Regions from separate parts of the Sus scrofa genome. Here all the other regions are linked to region 1. The links are chromatin contacts, called in public HiChIP or PLAC-seq maps. All regions are on one chromosome and are shown on one strand. Each heading gives the region's core, a stretch centred on a gene start, on an enhancer-like site or on the middle of the called end of the contact. The rest is flanking DNA. Distances are from core to core; before and after follow the strand shown.

Region 1 (3,350 bases), core at 280-2,779:
CCAAATACTAGTTTCAGGCTACTCAAATGAATCATCCTCTAATGAGAACTAGTCTCTTAGTTAATAATAGTTTCTATTCCACAAAAGCCCCTGAGAGAGAGTGAAAAACGTGATGGTGTGAGATATTGGAAACTATGACCTTTGCCTTGAGCCTGAACAGCCCACTGGTGCTCTGGGGATTGGAAATGTAGACAATGTCACTGAGATCTAAGTGAAGTTGTTGAACAAATGCAAGATAGAAAGTAGTTTCTCTTTCAGTATAAACTCATTTCTAAGATTAATGACTGCATTTTGAAAGGAACAAATACCGGCAAAATCTTAGATTGGAAAATGGTCCCTAAGTATAATAAGACTGAGAGCTCTGTATCTCAGCTTGTACACACTATATATTTGAGTGTGTGCATATGTGCATTTATCATTCATTCATTCGTTTAACACATAATCGATTATCTCTTCTGTTGCTTTCACGATGCTAGGTACCATGTCATAGTGACCAGATTTGGTTTCCCAAGTCCACTGCTCCCACAAGAAACTCTAGACTTTTCAACTTGATTTCACAGAAACCAAAGGGCAGAACTGTGTTTTTTTCAGCTTCACGTGGTACTTTCATTGCTCCTTTAAAGTGTCAAGATTTAATTCGAAGTACCAGCAGCTCTTTAGTTTTAATTTTTATTTTTTTATTGAGGTATAGTTGATATCCAGTGTTTCAGGTGTACAGCAAAGTGATTCAGTTATACATATACATAGATATAAATAGAATGTCCTTTCTCATATTCTTTTCCATGATAGGTTATTACAAGATATTAAATGTGGTTTCCTGTGCTATCTGGTAGGCACTTGTTGTTACTTCTATTATATATAATAGTGTGTATCTCTTAATCCCCAATTCCACCCCCTTTTCCCTTTGGGGACCATAGATTGGTTTTCTAGGTCTGTGTATCTATTTCTAGTCTGAAAATAAGTTCATCAGCTCTTAAATTACATTATCTCGGAAGTTTCTACTCACATGCCAACTCTTTTGACATTCAAATTTCAACTCCCCCCCTTTTTCTCTTAAAACGATGAGCCCCAGGTAATTCATCTTGTGATGTTAGAGAGGATGACAGTGTGGGTCCGAGCTGATTAAAAAGCAGACCAAAAATATGCACGTGGCTCCATTAACACTTGTACTCCCAGGTCCACTGAGATCCATAACCCATAACCCATGTGCATCAATGGCTTCTGATCTTGGACATAAGACCTGAGGTGGCGGTCATGTTCGTCCCCCCTGTCCCATGACCTTATGCCTCTTATGCCAAATATTCCATCCTGAAGTCCCATCACCCCTGAAAACCATTGTCAGAATCATGATAATACAGTAAGTTTGCCAGGCAAATTGTGAAGTATGAGTCACAGTTCTATTGGTTCTGCATTTTTGAAAACTGCAAAATTTTGATCAAGATAGAAACTGAAATCTCTGAGTGTCACCTCCGGGGAGCCCTGACACGCTCACATCAGACTGTCCTTCTCACCCACCTCCCATAGCCCTAGTCACGCTATGCCTCTGCCACGAGTTACCCCCTGTTTGGTGCTCGGCCACTGGAAGACCTTCTGCCCCGGAGCCCTTCCAGTGGGTCTCACAGGCACTCACTCTGAGCCTGATCTCCGGCTTACCTGCCAGTCCTGGAGGGTGGTCTTGGAAGTACTGTGTTTCCCGTCTCCCTTTCCTCCCCCTGTTCAGACTCTGGGGTCCAGCCCTCCCTGGACTCAGCTCTGCCCTGGCTAAGATCCCTACCCTGAGGCTGGGATCTCCCCATCACCACTTGCTTAGACTTAGAATGGGTTTTTGAAAACCACTTATAGGAATCCACTGATATGTCGCTCCTTCCAAGAAGGCGGTGTTATCTTAAAGTGACCCTTGGTAGATAAACCTCACTGCAAAGGCTTTAGAATTGGGATTTTAAATTTGTTATTATTTATTTATTTATTTATTTATTTTTGGCCACCCCACAGCCACGGAGTTCCCGGGCCAGGGATCAGATCTGAGCCACCGTTGTGACCTAAGCTGTAGCTGCAGCTCTGTGCTGGGCCAGGGATCGAACCTGTGTCCCAGCGCCCCAACATGCTCCGATCCTGTTGCGCCACAGTGGGAGCTCCAGAATTGTGTTTCATGGAGTCCTTCCACGGATGTGCCTGAAGATCACCCCCTGGAGCCTGGAAATACTGCTGTCTTCCTGGGCTCTGACCGGGGCCACACCGCTTATATACCCCTTCTGCTCTGGGCCACCAAGCACGGTCAGAAATGGGTGGGCTCGGGAGCCTGACCATTCGATTTGAACTCCAGCTGCGTGACGTTGGGCAGGTCACTTAACTGATTGTGGCTCGGTTTTTTCATCTGGGAAATTGTAACCATAATAGTACCTGGTACCTGTCTTTAAAGGGCTGTTGTTGGACTCAATGAGTTAAAACATCTGGCACATAGCAAAGGCGATTGAGGAAGTTGCTGCTATGATTTTATATGGGGTGCCCTGCAAGATGGCACTTGAAGGAAGGTTTCCATTACTTTCCAAAAAAAATAAATAAATAAATAAAAGGAAAAACAAGCAAACAAAACCCCAAACTCCCGCTACCTTCAGTCAAAAAATGAACAAGTTATTGGAACTCTGCCACCCAGGGTAGGTTTCTTGGCGCCTCTGAAATCCTCCCTAAGTGTGGGGCTGAGCTGGCTCTGGGTTGGTGAGTAGACTGGCTCACACCCGGCATTCACATTCGGAGTGCTGACTTAGGGAGAGGGGTTAAGTGTCGTGTCTGGGCCGTTTATTCATTCTGTTACTCTATAAGGTGTTTTTTGTTTTGTTTTGTTTTTTTAAATAAGTTGTATTGAACTGATGCTATGAGGCTCCATGATGATGCATGCCAAGCAGGGGACGTTTGGCTTACAGGGGGACAAGGGGCCCTGTGACAACTGATGTTCAAGGAGAGAAGTCAGATGTTATTATCAAAGCTTTTGAAACCTCCCACGTGGCTTTCATCTTGATGTCTGAGGACCAGGATCCTAAACTTCCTAGGATCCTGCAGGTCTTCTCTGTGTCCAGAATAAGCACATATATTTTCTCCTTTCAAATTCATTGCTAATTGTGTTACTTTTCTTTTTCTTTTTGTTTTGGCCACGCTGCTGGCATATGGACGTTCCTAAGCTAGGGATGGAACCTGGGCCACAGCAGCGACAAAGCGGATCTTGAACCTACTGAGCCACCAGGGAGCTCCTGTGCTCTGATTTTGTGCATTTGGCACCTGGGTACAGCTGTCACTCAGAGAAATCATGGGTGTGGGGGAGGAATGTGGCTTTGGAATTAGGCTCCCCACCCCAT
Region 2 (3,160 bases), core at 330-2,829, 270 kb before region 1:
GACCAGCTCCCTGTCCTGACCTGGTGGGAAGGCCTGCCTTTTCTTTCCCACCAGCCAGCTCTTTTCCTGCAGGCTTTGACTGCAAGGCTGCACCTCTGCTCTGCTCGGCTTCTTTTGTGACTCCAGTAGGGCTGGCACTTAGGTGAGTGAGAGCTTATCTGGATGCACAGGGTATTGTGTGTGTGCGTGCTTATGCGTGTGCATGTTTCTGGGACTGTCACAGCACCCTGCTTCGCCCAGCTTGTCAGGCTTCCATCCTGCAGCCAAACTCTTTTCTTTCCCTGCTTGCTCTTCCTCACCTATGCCCAGTGCATCAGCACATTTGGAATTCTTCAGAGAACATTTTATTCTTCTGTATTCTTGGTGGCGCTTCTGGTGGCAGATGTTTCTCCCTTATCAATGGAAGGTAACAGACTTAATCAGAACAGAGACGCCTCCCCATGGAACCGGCTCATTTTTCTCCCCTGCTGTTCCACCCAGTTGTGAGACCGGTCTGCAGCCTGGTAAAAGCTGGTGAGAGTGACAGGCTTGGCATTTTCTCTTCCTCATTCTAGCTGGTGTCTGCAGCAGCTGGCTTTTATTCTCCACTCCTCTTCACCCTCTTTGGGTGAAGGAATAGGCTTTTGATGGTGGCTGGCCTTTGACCCTTGCTTATTTGTCAGTGGTGGATGCTTTTATAGAGGTTGGTCCCATGAGCAGGAAGATGGGGGCCACGTAAAGTGTGTTGGATGGAGGGATGGCAGAAGGATTGTTTGCAGGCTCTTTGATCCAGGCTGGACCCAGTTCTTGTGTTCGCGTTCTTGCCGTTTGTGAAGATGATTTGCAAAACCCTCGGTAAGCTTCATGCTGTACTCTTGATGCCGCAGGCATGAGTTTCAGTCTTTGGTGGGAGGCATGAGTAGAAAAGGCATGAACTTTTTTTTTTTTTTAAGTGGGAAATCAATTTTTTTTATTGCACGAAAGAGTCTTTAAAATCTGTAGTGCTATACAGTTTTCAAAAGTTTTATGCATGTGATTTCACCTAATCCCATATTAACCCTTTTCTTTTTCCCTTACCCCTATATTGCCCCTCGCCCCACTAGTAACCACTCGTTTGTTCTCTCTGTGAGTCTGCTTCCTTTTTGTTTTATTCACTAGTTTGCTGAATTGTTTCAGATTCCATGTATAAGTGATATCATACAGTATTTGCCTTTCTGTCTGACTGCTTCACTTAGCAGAATGCTCTCCAAGTCCATCCGTGTTGCTGCCAAAGAGCCCTTAACATTTTTTGGGGGGGGTCTTTTTAGGGCTGCATCCGAGACCTATGGAGGTTCCGAAGCTAGGAGTCTAATCGGAGCTGTAGCTGCTGGCCTACGCCACAGCCACAGCAATGCTGCAACGCTAATCCTTAACCCACTGAGCAAGGCCAGGGATCGAACCCACAACCTCACGGTTCATAATCGGATTCATTAACCACTGAGCCATAACGGGAACTCAGGAGCCCTTAACTTCTTGACTTGCGGTTTCCCCCTGGTTCTTCCTTTCCTCCGAAGAGCCCAAGGCATGGACATGATGGGTAAATGCTACGTGTGGATACTTATGCGTCAGCAAACACACGCAGCAGTTGGATGGTCATAAACATGAATCATTTGGGCCCTAGCCTACAGAACATCGTGGAAAATCTTTGGCTTAAGAGAATAAGAACAGTTCAAACAACAGTTCCTTTTTCCCCCTTTCCTGAAGGAGGATGGTGAGGGGGAGCCAGAAGCGCTGGTGGAGGTGAGTCTGCTGGCTGGTAGCATGTACTCTTGAGAAGAGCAGTTTTAAATCTCTTTTAGTCCCCCCCCCTTTTTTTTTTTTTTTTTCTTCTGTTGACTGACTGTCAGGAGCTGGGAAGATGGCCAAGAAGGAAATGACACATCGAGAGGCATTTTTGTGTTGTGCAACATTCTGTGGAACTGATGCAAGGCTATATGGCCTGTTTACACATTCCTCCGCTCGCAGACGGCAGGGCAGTAATTGAAGTCAGCAGCACATGGCATGCTGCAGCAAGGAGCCCGGCCTTCACATCCTTTCATGGCAAATTATCGCAGCCGTTAAAACATGCTCGCGTCCCTCCTTTGCACTCCCCGCCTGCCTCCCCAGCCCCGCATGTGCTCTCTCACTGTGTTGGACATGGGTTTGCAAGGACTGCGGCTTGCCCAGTGAGAGCACCTTGTCCACAGACAGGGGTTGCCGTGGCTATATTGACTTGTAACTAAATCGAGCATGGCAGGTTTTCAAGCGATGTGGGCTCTGCAGACACACAGACTGGATCCCAGTGTGTCATCCGTTTCTGTCGCATTGAAAGTCAGAAATCATTCATTCTTAAAACAGGGACTTGAGAGGAAAACATACTGGGGGGGGGCTTTATTTATTTTATAAGAAAGAAGTTTTTCTTCCCAGGAGAATTCCTGGTAGATTACTGAACTACTTCTCTTTTGTTTGTACTGTAGCATTTTCTTCAGGAAGGGCTGGACCAGAGGAGACTGGGAAATACTTTAAAATAACAGAGAGAAAAAGATTCCTAATGTTGGTCTTTGGAGTCATACTTGTCCCTACCTGGCATGTGTCAACTAAAACTGATCTTTGGTCTTCCCATAAAATCTCAGAAGCTTGTATGTAGGCAAGTGTGGAAAATAATTGCTTGGAGTTCCTGTTGTGGCTCAGTGGAAATGAATCTGAGTAGTATGTATGAGGATGCGGGTTTGATCCCTGGCCTCGATCAATGGGTCAGGGATCTGGCATTGCCGTGGGCTGTGGTGTAGGTAGCAGACACGGCTGGGATCCTGGGTTGCTGTGGCTGTGGCATAGGCTGGCAGTTGTAGCTCTGACTCAACCCCTAGCCCGGGAACTTCTGTATGCTGGGGGTGTGGCCCTAAAAAGCCAAAAAGAAAAGAAGAGAAAAGAAAAGGATTGCTCATGTTTTTTGATAATTCTTGGAAATTGAGAGAGTGCATAAAAAAGCACATCCGTTGAAAATATCAATTCAAGGTTATATGTGACAGTTAAGAGTCTGAAGGAAGTAAGCAAGTGGGAGACTGAATTTGGGCTGCAGTGCTTAGGAGCAGAGGAAGGACTGCCTGTGTCTCTCCCAGATTTCTCTGTTGCTGTGCCCTGGTGACAAGATTCTTTGCTTATA
Region 3 (3,622 bases), core at 366-2,865, 290 kb before region 1:
TAAATAAGATGAAGGGGCGGGGGGAGATGAGTGATGACTCAACTATCTTTCTTCCTGAATACTCTGTAGAGGAGGCATTGTAACTTTTCATTTCTTTTATAAAACCATTTATTACTGTGTGGTGTCAGCTACCGTATTAGGAATCTCTGGCAACTGAGGATTCTTCTTGCAAACACGTTTTCAAGCTTTGCGAGGTTTAAAGGAGATTGACAGCAAGTATTCTAGGAGGAGGGGAAACGGCCCTGTGCCCCCTTCTTAGGGGTGCGATACCCTCAAGCGGATTTCCCGGCTTCTGCGGGCGCCGCACATTGTTTTATTTGTTTTGAAGGCTCAGAGTTTGAGGCTGGTCGGAGACACCCACGTGCTTCTGACTCTCATCAGTGTAATGATCGCCTTAGCCAGAGTCGTGTCTATATAAACCACAAAAACCTAATCATTAGAAATCCCAGCCTCCAAAAACCACATTTTAGGTAAAACTGCCGCCTTTTTTCTGCGCTCCTTCATCCTTTCGACCACAACTTTTGGGGGGATCCAAAGTCGCTTTTTAAACCCACACTGGGAAATAAATACATAAATAAATAGCCATCGAAGCATTTTGAATATTTTATTTCGTATTTTAATTTTTTTTCCTTGGGAGTGGTGGTGGTGGTGGGGAAGTTAAGACATTAGACCAAGTTTTAGATGCAGAATAGACTTATTAATAGATTGAGATTCATGGAAAACTGCTGGGGTTCCCCCCCTCCCCGCAAGGGTTTTAGCAACTTATTTTAATCATCAAGTTGATAGTTTTCCAGTCCTTAAAGAAACTCATCCTTGTTCTCTAGGAACAAGTTTGAATATAGAAGAAAAAAGTGTCCGGCTACCCACAGTTTGAGTTTCTAAAAACGATTTTGACAAATGTCCCCTCCATCCCAATTTTTTTGAGTCGCTTAAGACAAAAAACACCCAAACTCTGTAAAATCTTTTTTTTAACCCCTCTTGGGAGCCGCTCCGGCAGAGGTGGGGGGGGGATGGGGTGGGGGAAGGGTGAAGAGTGCTGAGAAGTCAGCACAGACGCTCAAGAATTTTCCTTCTTCCTCTCCTGAAGTTACAACGAAAAATAACGACAGGCAGATCAGCCGGCAGGCTCTCTGGCGTCTCAGCATCAACCTCCTCCGACCAAGAGGGGGTTCCTGGTTCTAGGGGGGAGGGGGGTGAGAAGCAAGAGGACGCGACCAGGCGAGATCCCCCTAGACCCGGGCCGCCTCTCTCGGCTTCGGAAGCTGCACGCCGCGTCCCGGGGGCTACTTCTCGCGGCCGGCGGGCGGCGGCAGCGGCTGAGATTCGCAGGCTCGAGATCCGCTGCCCCGAGATCCGCTGCCCGCGACTTACCTCCTGGCGCCTCGAAGCGCGAGGGTCAGGGGAGCTTTGCAAAGAGCTGGAGGGAGTGGATGCGAGGAGGGAGCGGTGAGAGGGCGAGAAGAGGAGAAGGGAAAGGAAGGAGCCGAGCCGGGGAGCCGGGCTGGCAGCCGCCGCGGGAGGAATCTGAGTGTGCAGCCGGCGCGGGGGGAGCGGCAGCCGCAGCAGAGCGGCGGCGGCAGCAGCGGCGCGGGCGGGCGGGCGGCGCGGCGCGGACGCCAGCAGCTGCGTAGCTGCTCGTGGCGCGGCGCGGCGGTGGCGGGCAGCGCGCGGCGATGCTGGCCTCTGGGTTGGACTGCTGAACCCACTGGGCTCAACCGCCGGACTCGAACTGGGAGGGGGCGCCAGCGCACCCAGGACGCGGTGCCCCAAGGGACCCCACTCCAAGCTGCTGCGAAGTGAAGTCTCCCGCCTGCCCGAGCCAAACACATCCTGGTGCCCGTTCGCAGCTGCCACCCCGGGTGTTTCAAGGGCTCCAGCAAGATCTGCGCCTCCCGGGTCTCGTCACCCGCCAACCCGATTGCTCCGCACCGCCACCGCTGGCCCCCGTCAGACTCCGCCCGGCAGTCTGCTTCATCGAACTTGATTTCTCACCTCCTCAGCCCCATCACCTCCATCCCCTTTCCCCCGTCTCGCCTCCACCCCCCCAATTTCCTCCTCCTCGCCCCTCATTCCACCCTCCTCCCCCTCCCCCGGCCACTTCGCTAACTTGTGGCTGTTGTGATGCGTATTCCCGTAGATCCGAGCACCAGCCGGCGCTTCAGCCCCCCCTCCAGCAGCCTGCAGCCCGGCAAGATGAGCGACGTGAGCCCGGTGGTGGCTGCGCAACAGCAGCAGCAGCAACAACAGCAGCAGCAGCAGCAGCAGCAACAGCAGCAACAGCAGCAGCAGGAGGCAGCGGCAGCGGCGGCGGCGGCGGCGGCGGCGGCGGCAGCGGCAGCCGCCGTGCCCCGGTTGCGGCCGCCGCACGACAACCGCACCATGGTGGAGATCATCGCTGACCACCCGGCCGAACTCGTCCGCACCGACAGCCCCAACTTCCTGTGCTCTGTGCTGCCCTCGCACTGGCGTTGCAACAAGACCCTGCCCGTGGCCTTCAAGGTAAGAAGCTGCGGCCGCCCCCCCACCCCCCGCCCCCTGCCCGGAGCCGCGGGACCTGCCTGCTAGCGTTTCCGTGCCCGCGGGGGCCCGAGCCCGGACCCGTACTGCCTCCAAGGTTCCTATCTTGGTGGCTCGGACCCGAAGGAACGCCGTCTGGCCCTCTTCCTCCGGATCTGCCAGCGGGCTCCGGGCGTAGTGACCCCGTGCAGATAGATCCTTCCCTCTCCCACCTGTGCCCGCAGCCATCACCTCAACCCTGGTTCTCTTTATCCGTTCATCACCCGTGGAGCCTGCCGGCCAACATTCTGACCCACTTCTCCGAGCCGTCTTACCTCCCCCAGGAGCCCCCAGGTGCCCACTCTCCGAGCTGCGGCCCGAACTTGCTCCACCCCGCCCCCACTCCAGGGTATCGCCAGCGTTCTCCCCACGGACTCCCGCGTCCCTCTCCCCAGCATCCCTGCCCGCCCTGCGCCTCAGGCTGCCGCGCCACCCCTCCCCCGGATCCCGCGCGCTCCCACCCTTTCCCCTCCAAACCGAGCGCCCTCCGCCCGTGTCGGCGCCCCCTTCTCCCACCCGTTTGAGCCTCTGCGGCTCCGGCCCCTCTCGGGCTCGGGGGCCTGTGTTCGTGGGGTGCCGGCGCCGGAGTTCGAGCCTGGGGAGGGGCTCCGAGTGCCGGCTGCCGCGGCGGCGCGTGGGCCGCCGGACTGAAGTCAGAGAGGGTCCCGGGCAAACTTAGGTACCCGGGGAGCGAGTGAGGGGAGACAGGTCGGGGGCATTTTCTCCGCCTGCAGCCCCACGCTTGTTCCGGCTACTGGGAGGAAGGCGAGGCAGCCGGGGTCGCCCCGCGCCCAGAGGCCGGGGAGTACGCGAGTCCTGGGCGCCAGACCCTCAAGTGCAAGGCGGCGCGGGCCAGGGAAGGGGGCGGGGGCTGGACGGCCTCTTCCACGGGGACCCGCTCCCCGCCTCGCCGCGCCTGGGAGGGAGAAGGGAAACCTGTGAAATGCCTTCAGCTTGCCTGCCTTGAAAGCGGAGGTGACTGTGCGATTCGAGTCATCTTATTCTCACTTTTGAGGACTTGGACCCCAGAGGTCCCTCCTGCTTCTGAAAGGTCTTGTGGCGCTGG

Evidence for each region. HiChIP or PLAC-seq counts read pairs in DNA pulled down with a chosen protein or histone mark.
Region 2: an H3K27ac HiChIP or PLAC-seq map of alveolar macrophages shows a contact between it and region 1. The contact joins two enhancer-like sites. A contact is called at or near these places in 2 of 47 Hi-C or Micro-C datasets (embryonic fibroblasts and mesenchymal stem cells) and 1 of 2 datasets of contacts at active chromatin or transcription factors (alveolar macrophages).
Region 3: a contact with region 1 is called in an H3K27ac HiChIP or PLAC-seq map of alveolar macrophages. The contact joins two enhancer-like sites. A contact is called at or near these places in 16 of 47 Hi-C or Micro-C datasets (adipose tissue, alveolar macrophages, blood and 11 more) and 1 of 2 datasets of contacts at active chromatin or transcription factors (alveolar macrophages).

The regions. Positions count from the first base shown.
Region 1 is chr7:40,498,247-40,501,596 of Sscrofa11.1, forward strand. No RefSeq gene overlaps it. Among named protein-coding and RNA genes, the nearest start is that of CLIC5, 310 kb to the right of the region's middle. Within about 2 kb of position 1,530, at least 7 of the 83 cell types and tissues checked have an H3K27ac peak or open chromatin away from gene starts, as enhancers often do. A contact at or near this core is called in alveolar macrophages and retroperitoneal adipose tissue, where this site is marked.
Region 2 is chr7:40,229,887-40,233,046 of Sscrofa11.1, forward strand. The region is part of intron 5 of RUNX2 (runt-related transcription factor 2); the gene reads left to right. Among named protein-coding and RNA genes, the nearest start is that of SUPT3H, 70 kb to the left of the region's middle. Within about 2 kb of position 1,580, at least 40 of the 83 cell types and tissues checked have an H3K27ac peak or open chromatin away from gene starts, as enhancers often do. A contact at or near this core is called in alveolar macrophages, where this site is marked.
Region 3 is chr7:40,203,791-40,207,412 of Sscrofa11.1, forward strand. It overlaps RUNX2 (runt-related transcription factor 2), which reads left to right. Exons shown (of 8, transcript XM_005666074.3): 3 at 2,138-2,499. Among named protein-coding and RNA genes, the nearest start is that of SUPT3H, 44 kb to the left of the region's middle. Within about 2 kb of position 1,616, at least 39 of the 83 cell types and tissues checked have an H3K27ac peak or open chromatin away from gene starts, as enhancers often do. A contact at or near this core is called in alveolar macrophages and retroperitoneal adipose tissue, where this site is marked.